3 separate regions of the Mus musculus genome follow, and all the other regions are linked to region 1. The links are chromatin contacts, called in public promoter capture Hi-C maps. All regions are on one chromosome and are shown on one strand. The core of a region is the stretch at or near the end of the contact, and the rest is flanking DNA. Distances in the headings are between cores, read along the strand shown. Region 1 holds the start of Kdm2b (lysine (K)-specific demethylase 2B). Region 2 holds the start of Aldh2 (aldehyde dehydrogenase 2, mitochondrial). Region 3 holds the start of Brap (BRCA1 associated protein).

Region 1 (2,671 bases), core at 86-2,585:
AAGCTAGCGTCACCTGGGAGGTCTCTCAGAACATCCTTGTGATGCTGTCATTAGGCCCTTGCAAGAAAGGAAGAGGCCCGGAGGGAAACAAAGTTTAGGGCCAGCATTTCTCTCAACTTAAAGGAATTCCAGGACCACTGAGGGTCAGTCAATTCTGGAAGCAGTCACAAGCACTACTTAAAAGACGGAGGAACATTGGGGATCTGCTACTCCAGGAATATTCACAAAGGCTGCCCCCCTTCTCCGCTGAGAAACAATATGGATCAATCAAGGTTGCTGTACCCCAGAAAGCCACAAACAACCACCACTTTTCTCTTAAACTGCCACACGAGAGAGGCTTACCTTTTGCCTGCCTGCATTAGAGACGCTGAATCCGATTCTCTATTCCCTCCTGTGTATCGATTTATCTCTTCTCAGCGAGTGTAGAGACTTTTTTTCCTTTCTCTTTAAAAGCCCAACTTCTATTTCAGGGCTGTACTACCGAGGCTATCCGAATGAATGAACCAAAGGCTTTCTTCCGGTCAGCTGCAGTCTGAAAAGGCTGTGGACTGGCTGTATTTCCTGTACCTGTGCGTGTGTCTCCATATTATTATTTCAGCCCCGGGAGTTTAAAAGTTATGCAGTCTGTACAGATACAGTGCTGAGGTAATTTCTTTCTGAGCCCCTCAGATGCCTCCTCCATATGGCAGGTTCGCAAATGGATAAGGGTCTGGACAGGCTGGCCCCTCCCCCCAGGCATGCAGTAGAAAAGCAAAACAGAAAAAGAAATCACACATACAAAATACTTTGAATTTAGGTCGCCAGCATAGGTAATGAGGAAAGGTGGGTGAAGGAAGAGAGGGACAGCCCTGCGTAACCCAAGCAAGAGGGGGCAGGGGCAGAGGTGGGGGGTCGTTTTGGGGGGTGCCAGGCCCCGGGGGCTTTCACGCCAGCAGGCTTGGCTAGCATTTCCGCGCCTCCCGCTGAGGCCATCCGTGCAAATCTGCACCTCCCTCCCCACCCCCTCCTCTCTTTCCCTCCCTCCCTGCCCCGCCATCTCTGGGATGCGCCCGCCGCCTGCAACTCAGCCCTCCAAAAGTCAGCTCCCGGGCGGCGGCGGCGCCTGCGTGCAGAGGCGCACTCGTGACCCAACAACAAAACAGCGATGCCAAGGCGCTAACAGCGCCCGGTGCGTCCCAGGCTCCCTTCTGGCCCCACACCTCCTACGGCTGCGGTCCCCGACACCCCCAACCCGAGCCCCCCCTTTCCCCAACTAGCCTAGCCGCAAGCTCCGAGCGCGATCGGCAACAATGTTTACGTTCCGGGGATTATGACGTCGACGCCTCCCCCCCCACAACTGCTGAAAATGGTTTCCTAGGACTTTGCAAACGGATCTGCTTAAGTGTTGGTGCAAAACTTTGTAGATATCGGCTCTGGCTTGCTCTATTTATTTATTTTTTTGCTTTCTTTTCTTTGGTCTTCCCTCCTTTCCCCCTCCGCCAAAATGCAGGGGGCAGGAGTGTTGACAATTAATTGGTGAACTCTCCTAAAAAAATGGAGGCAGAGAAAGACTCTGGAAGAAGATTGGTGTGTAGCTTTTTTTTTCTCCCCCAAATCTGTATCTGGTATATGATCGATTTATCTATCTATTTATTTTTTTGGTTGTTTCTTGCTGCCTTTTCTTTCCTTTTCTGTATTTTGCAAGAGGACCGGAAAAAAATAATAAATTGCATGCAAAAGGAAGCAAGCAGCTTACTCCTCCAGTCTCTTGTGAGGCTCAGGGTCTCAGACACTTAAGTGGGGAGGAGGCAACGCCGAAAGGCGTGGAAGGGACTGAGCGGGCTCGGGGTTCGCCTGGGATCTGGGGGGCTGCGGGGCTCGGTGCTGAGCGGCGGAGGGAGGAGGAAGAAGGATGCGGGGAGTGGTGGGGGAGTCTCCTTAGGAAGTGAGTGTGCGCGCGCGCTCGTGGGGAGATGAGGCAGCTGCTGGTGCGTTTTGGGGTCTCTGATAGAAGCTTTGTGGTGGGCTGGCTGCCTCTCTCCCCCCACATTCTTAACCTCCTCCCCTCCCCTCCTCTTCTTGCACTAGCGGTCGGTCGGCGGGGGCCGTTAGGGTCTCAACCCTTCCGTTTCAGCTTTCCAGCTTTTCTGTAGCTCGGGAGCAGCTCCAGCCTTAGTAATGCCGCCGGCCCTGGGTTCCGGCTTCCCGGGTTGGCCGCCGTGGCCGCCAGGGCTGCTGTTACCGCGGAGCCGGTTGCTGCAGCGGCTTCTCTCGGGGCCTACATCTGCCCCGCCAGCTCATACCCGGAGCCCCCTTCAGGGGTTACATAACCAGGCTCCCAGTCGAGTGGGCAAAGCTTAGCACATCACTTGGCGTGGGGGCAGAGGAAAGCCCCCAAATACCATTTCCATAGCTTCCAAAGATGCAAGAAGGGATTGCTTCGTTTAAGGGCAGTCGGGCCTTGGGGGTGTGAGCCCCTTTTTCTGCTTTCCAGCATCTTTGGCATTTGCGCAAAGTTGCTCAGATTGCAATGCTGGGGTGCAGTGGGCGCGCGACTCTTGCACCTGTTCTTGGTGGGCCCAGGGTGAGAGGAGACCCCCCCAAGTCCTCTCAGTAATGTCCGGGGTTCTCTGGTTGGGTCCCCGCAGCGTGCGATTGACCGCCAGAGATACGACGAGAACGAAGACTTGTC
Region 2 (2,671 bases), core at 94-2,593, 1.4 Mb after region 1:
GAATGGGGACACCTTCCTGCAGGAAATGGGTGTGGAGATTCACGATCCACATTTGGCAAGGCAAAATGGTTTACTTCTGCACAAGGGCGAATTGCCACGCAGAACAAGCAAACACACCCAGAGGGCCCCTGCAGGTGAAACTTTTGAAGGGATATATATATATACATATATATATGTATGTATGTATATATTGATGGCTAGCCGGAACTCATATGTAGACCACCAGGCTGGCCTCGAGCTTTCTAGAGATTTGCTTGCTTCTACTTCCTGAATGCTAGGGCTGGAGAAATGGCTCAGAGGTTAAGAGCACTGACTGCTTTTCAAAAGGTCCTGAGTTCAAATCTCAGCAACCACATGGTGGCTCACAACCATCAGTAATGAGATCTGACATCCTCTGTGTGTCTGAAGAAAGCTACAGTGTTCTTAGATATATAATAAATAAATCTTTAGACTGAAGCCAGCGGGGCCGACCTGAGCAAGCAAGCAGAAGTCCTGAATTCAAATTCCCAGCAACCACATGATCGCTCACAACCATCAGTACAGCTACAGTGTACTCATAAACATAAAATAAATACTTCCTGAATGCTGAGATTAAAGACCCAGACCCATTTTTCTGCTGTTTTTCTTTTTTAATTCTGAAAACAAAGGGGTCCTGTGTGTCTCTCTGAGCCAAGCTTTCATTCTGACCTGATTGACTAATACAGAGCTGCACAGTCTCCAGGGAGATATGAAATTCGAGCATATCTTTTGGATTTCTGTATGTGCAGACCCCCGGGGGGAATCTGGAAGTCTGCTCAGTGGCTCCTTTTTAATTTCTCCCAACAGCGTTCTCAGTTTCCCAGATTCCTTTGCACCTACGGTGGGTCATGTGACCAGCCTGTGAGGTCCTTAAATGCTTTTTTCCTCATGTTTTGTGCTAACGGTGCGGAGTCCGGAACAACTTCAGCTGTCCGGTGCTAAAATGAGAGGCACACGAGGAAACGCGCCCAGACACCTTGTCTGGTCACTGGCTATTACAGCGCGGGTGACAATATCCTTCGAGTCACCAAAGCAGGGCGATGCTCATACACAGCAGTCTCCTCCTTCTGGGTGCTTCAGAAACAGGCTGGGCCTCAGCTTCCAAGGGCTCCACCCAGTTTGGGGCTCCTGGGTTTCAAAACACTTCTCTTTGCACTACCCAGAAGCCCCTGCCAAGATTCTCACCATCTCCTTAGCCTAGTGATGCGTTCACCTGGTTGAAAGGCACACAAGTGACCAGGCGTCCACGTCTCTTTCTAGCCAATGACGTCCTGCACCTCAAGTGCCCAGTCCCAGGCTGTTCATGGAATAACCGCATTCATGAATTCTCTTCGCCGCCATATCTGCACAGATGTGAGCCTTAGGCGCCAGCCACCCTGCTAGGAGCGCACACCACTCTGGCTAGGCTTTCTCAGGGTTCTGCAAACTCCATCTCTGACTTGGCTTTGGGAGCCAGGGGTCGCGCCCCTTAGGCCGTGAGGGGCTGGGACTCCCTGACCACGCCCCCGTGTCTCCGCCTCCCATTGGCGGCTGCAGGGGGCGGAGGCGAGGACTTGTTCTTCAACGCTGCAGTCGCCCTCCGATCGGCAAGGCTTCTCTCGGCTCCGTTCGGCTCGGCTCGCCCATTTCAGTTCAGTTCGGGTCAGTTAAGCTCCGCTCAGTTCAGCATGCTGCGCGCCGCACTCACCACTGTCCGCCGCGGACCGCGCCTGAGCCGCCTGTTGTCCGCCGCCGCCACCAGCGCGGTGCCAGCCCCCAACCATCAGCCTGAGGTCTTCTGCAACCAGGTGAGACTCACTTCGCCTCCTCGGGCCCTAGGGCGGGACGGAGCGGGCGACGCGGCCTCAGTTTCCCCTCCGCGCCCAGCGATCTTTGCGCGCGTCTTCCCTTGCCCATGTGGCCGCAGTGTGTCGCCTCTCGGCCTGGGACAGTCCTGGGCCTCTTTACCCCGCATCGATGCAGCCTGCTCCTTCCCCGCGCGGTCCGGGTTCACCCAGGAAGGCCCAGCCGTCCCAGCTCCTCTCTGCGAGACCTCCCATACACCCCTACCCGATTCACGCAGACCTGAGCCAGAGTTCAGAAGCAAAAGCTGGGTCAGGACCCCTCTGTGGCCGCTCTTACCCAACCGGGACTTTGGAATGTTGTCTTAGCTTTTTGAGTTTTGGTAAAGTCTGGAATCACATGAAAGAACGTGGTTGTGAAGTATTCTTTTTGTTTGTGCAACAAGTGGGACTTGGCTGCCCTCTTCTGTAAAATGGGAAAGCAGTCAGGGCTGATATCTTGATGTGTTATTTTGAAAGAAGATCTCATTTTGTAGCCAAGGCTGGCCCGGAATTCTGTGTTCTTCCGTCAGCCACTCCCACCCCACTTTGGATTTGTGCAGGCCAGACACGCAGCTACCACCTCCGGTCTTCAGCTTTCTCTCTACTTTTTCTTTGAAACAGGATCTCACTAAGTTGTCCAGGCTGGCCTTGAACTTGTAATTCTCCTGCCCCAGGCTTCCCAGTGCTGGGCGACAGTGATCCCATGTCTCTTGATACTACAGGGCCTCGTGCACTTGGCACTTGGTGTGAGCTGCAGTCCGGGTTCCCCAAAAGTCCCCTCCCCCAACCTTTGTGCAGGGCAGCGTCCTAAACAATTCAGTCTTTAACCC
Region 3 (2,671 bases), core at 119-2,618, 1.3 Mb after region 1:
AATAGCTTTCCTGCTCCTCTATGGCGTGTCCCCCTGGATGAGGCTCTTTTCCAGTGTCTGCCTCTGTCCCTCTACTTATTAATGAATAAGCAGCATTTCAGAAACCCGGAGATGTGACCGAAATTCCTTAACATCAGTTCTGAGGCAGGCACCAGGCCTGTCCAGTACGGCACTCAACCCACACAACCAAGCACACAGTAGGAGTTCTCAGCACCCGATCCACACATCTAAGCACACAGTAGGTACTCTCCCCCTAGGCTTTACTGCATAAATGTCTCCAGGACTGGGCCAGGATGAAGTTACCTGTTTGTGCCTAGTGCCAACTTAACTGACTTTCAGATCTAGGGGTCACTTTGAGCTCTGGAATTTCGCTTGTAACCTTGAAATAAATCAAGTCACTGGAGTCTCAAAGACCAAGAAAGACCACAACACACTCTTCTACTGCAGCTCCAAAGAATGGACCCACAGAGTGTCCAGGATGCCATCCTTCCGAGAACGAGCGCCAGCCCAGCTCTCCAAACTAAGTGTCCGTTTCTCTTTTCCATCAACTTGGGACATTTAGTCCGTATGGCACATATCAGACCAAGTCTGATTCAGGGCATGACAAAACTCTTGACAGATACCAAGCAATCGCCCTCCCACACACACCTTTTTCTCGTCGGTCTTTTGAGACAGGTTTCCGCCCCCCCCCCCCAACCCTGCCTGGCTTCTGGTTGCCTGTCCTCCTGCCTTCACTTCAGGATCCTCAATGCTATCAGGTAAGGTTGTGACGATCACGGGAAGAGCCGAAGCTGCATGACCCACTAAGGAAGTCTGTGGCCGGTGGTGAAGACGTCAGCCTCTCGGTCCCCGGCTGGGCTAAAACTCGCGTTTCCAGCCACTCACACCTAACTTTGGGCAAATCCTTTCCCCACCGGTCTGTCTGACTGCCAGCTTGGGAAAGGCGCACAGCATCGCCCCCGCGCCCTGGGCCGCGCTTTCTCGCAGCGAGGGCGACGTCGAGCAGAGGCGCCCGGCAAGTCCGGGGGCCGGTGGAGCGAGGGCTGCCGACCCTCCGGCCCGGCGCGAGGCCGCCGACTCACCGGCGGCGCTGAAGCCGAAGTCGGTGGGGACCGGCGAGTGACCCGCGAGCTCCAGTCGGATGACCACCAGTGACACACTCATAGGACAGGCGCTGCTCGGCGTGGGCCCCGGTGGGCTGACGGAAGGCTGCGGCCCGAGCCCAGAGGCCGAGCGGCCCGCGGTCGGCAGCGCCGCCACCGCCTCAGAAGCCGCGGCCGCCGCCTCAGCAGCGGCAGCCCCCGTCGCGCGCAGCCTGCCGAGCCACAACAACCTCCGCTTCCGCCTGTCGGCCGCCGTCTCTGACCCGCCGGGTCGCGCACGCGCACGCGGAAAGGGGCGAGGCCCCGGGCGCGCATGCGCTTTCGACAGCTGCTTCTGCCCCCTTGGCTGACCGTCTGGACAGGGTCCGAGGAGCGTGCGCAGAGCACGCAAAGACGCCTGGCTCCTATTTTGCGTTTGACCCCTCTCTACGTTTGTCCTCCTTAGTTTTCCCGCAGGGCTCACCGAGAGTCTATGGGTCCGCAGAGACTCTGAGGCTTCCTGGGTCTTCGACCTCAGGGTTGTAACTTTCTGCAGGTATGGCGAGGGGCTGGCTAGGAGCGCAATGACTTCACAGATAATCCACTGAGAGCCGGGCACTGCGGGGCTGCGTGGGATGATTATTTTTGCGGACACAGAAAACAGCCCCAGACAGGACAAGCTTCAGCACTCGTGCGATCCTGAGCTAGTTATTGCATAACCACTCGGTTGTGTGATACAAAACGCTGTGTAAGAGACAGGGATACGCTGGGAAGCCTATAGGTCATGGTTAAATTTGGTTTTGTGGTTTGGATGTGTTTGGTTTTGTTTTATTTTTTGTTTGTTTTTGTTGTTTTCTTCTCCAAGTCAGAGTTGCTCCAAGTACGCCTAGCTGTCCTAGAACTCACTCTGTAGACCAGGCTGTCCTCGAACTCAGAGATCTGCCTGCCTAAGCCTCTGGAGTTGTGGGATACAGCCCTGCCCTACCACCGTCTGGCCATTGTTTAGTTGTTTTGAGGTTTTGAGTTGTTCTGAGACAAGGTCTTGAGTAGCCCAAGATACTGAGAACCCTATATATTGGAGAAAAGATAATCTATGTTCTCTACGTATTGGAATCAGATGTCCTTGAACTTCTGACCCTCCTGCCTTTTCCACCTCATCAGTGCCAGGGTTACTTCCAGGCTTCTGCTGAAGGCTTTGTGCTTCACAAGATGGCAGGATAGAACTAACTCAAGATTGTCCTCTGTGCAGGTGCTATAGTGAGCACACACACTGAGGAATGCACTTAAGGGTTAGAATGCTTTAGGTATAGGCTCTGGGTTCAGTGTCTAAAATACACACACACATACACACGATATAATCGAAACAATGTTCAGGACACACACACACATAAGAGAAAGAAAGAAGGAAAGAAAGAAAGGAAGGAGAAAAGAAAGAAAGAAAGGGAGAAAGAAAGGAAGAAAGGCCAGGTAAGATTAGTGCATATATGGAGAAAAAATATGACATGTCAGGAAGGACAATATTGTGTACATGCTATAGTGTAAGAGGTCTGGGAGAGGCCATGGATACAAATGGTACCTGTAACAGGAAC

What was found. Promoter capture Hi-C pulls out the DNA fragments that hold promoters and counts their contacts.
Region 2: a contact with region 1 is called in a promoter capture Hi-C map of pre-B cells, with 2.9 times the contacts expected there. The contact joins the promoter of Aldh2 here to the promoter of Kdm2b in region 1. A contact is called at or near these places in 3 of 39 promoter capture datasets (hippocampal neurons, liver and pre-B cells).
Region 3: a promoter capture Hi-C map of pre-B cells shows a contact between it and region 1, with 3 times the contacts expected there. The contact joins the promoter of Brap here to the promoter of Kdm2b in region 1. A contact is called at or near these places in 2 of 39 promoter capture datasets (liver and pre-B cells).

What each region holds. Positions count from the first base shown.
Region 1 is chr5:122,987,763-122,990,433 of GRCm38.p6, reverse strand. Kdm2b (lysine (K)-specific demethylase 2B) reads left to right here and starts at 1,335. Exons shown (of 23, transcript NM_001003953.2): 1 at 1,335-1,566; 2 at 2,628-2,671. The coding sequence starts at 1,534. A930024E05Rik (RIKEN cDNA A930024E05 gene) reads right to left here and starts at 1,080. Exons shown (of 3, transcript NR_045820.1): 1 at 343-1,080.
Region 2 is chr5:121,592,496-121,595,166 of GRCm38.p6, reverse strand. It overlaps Aldh2 (aldehyde dehydrogenase 2, mitochondrial), which reads left to right and starts at 1,343. Exons shown (of 13, transcript NM_009656.4): 1 at 1,343-1,805. The coding sequence starts at 1,686.
Region 3 is chr5:121,659,260-121,661,930 of GRCm38.p6, reverse strand. It overlaps Brap (BRCA1 associated protein), which reads right to left and starts at 1,368. Exons shown (of 12, transcript NM_028227.3): 1 at 1,083-1,368. The coding sequence starts at 1,164. Acad10 (acyl-Coenzyme A dehydrogenase family, member 10) reads left to right here and starts at 1,421. Exons shown (of 21, transcript NM_028037.4): 1 at 1,421-1,638.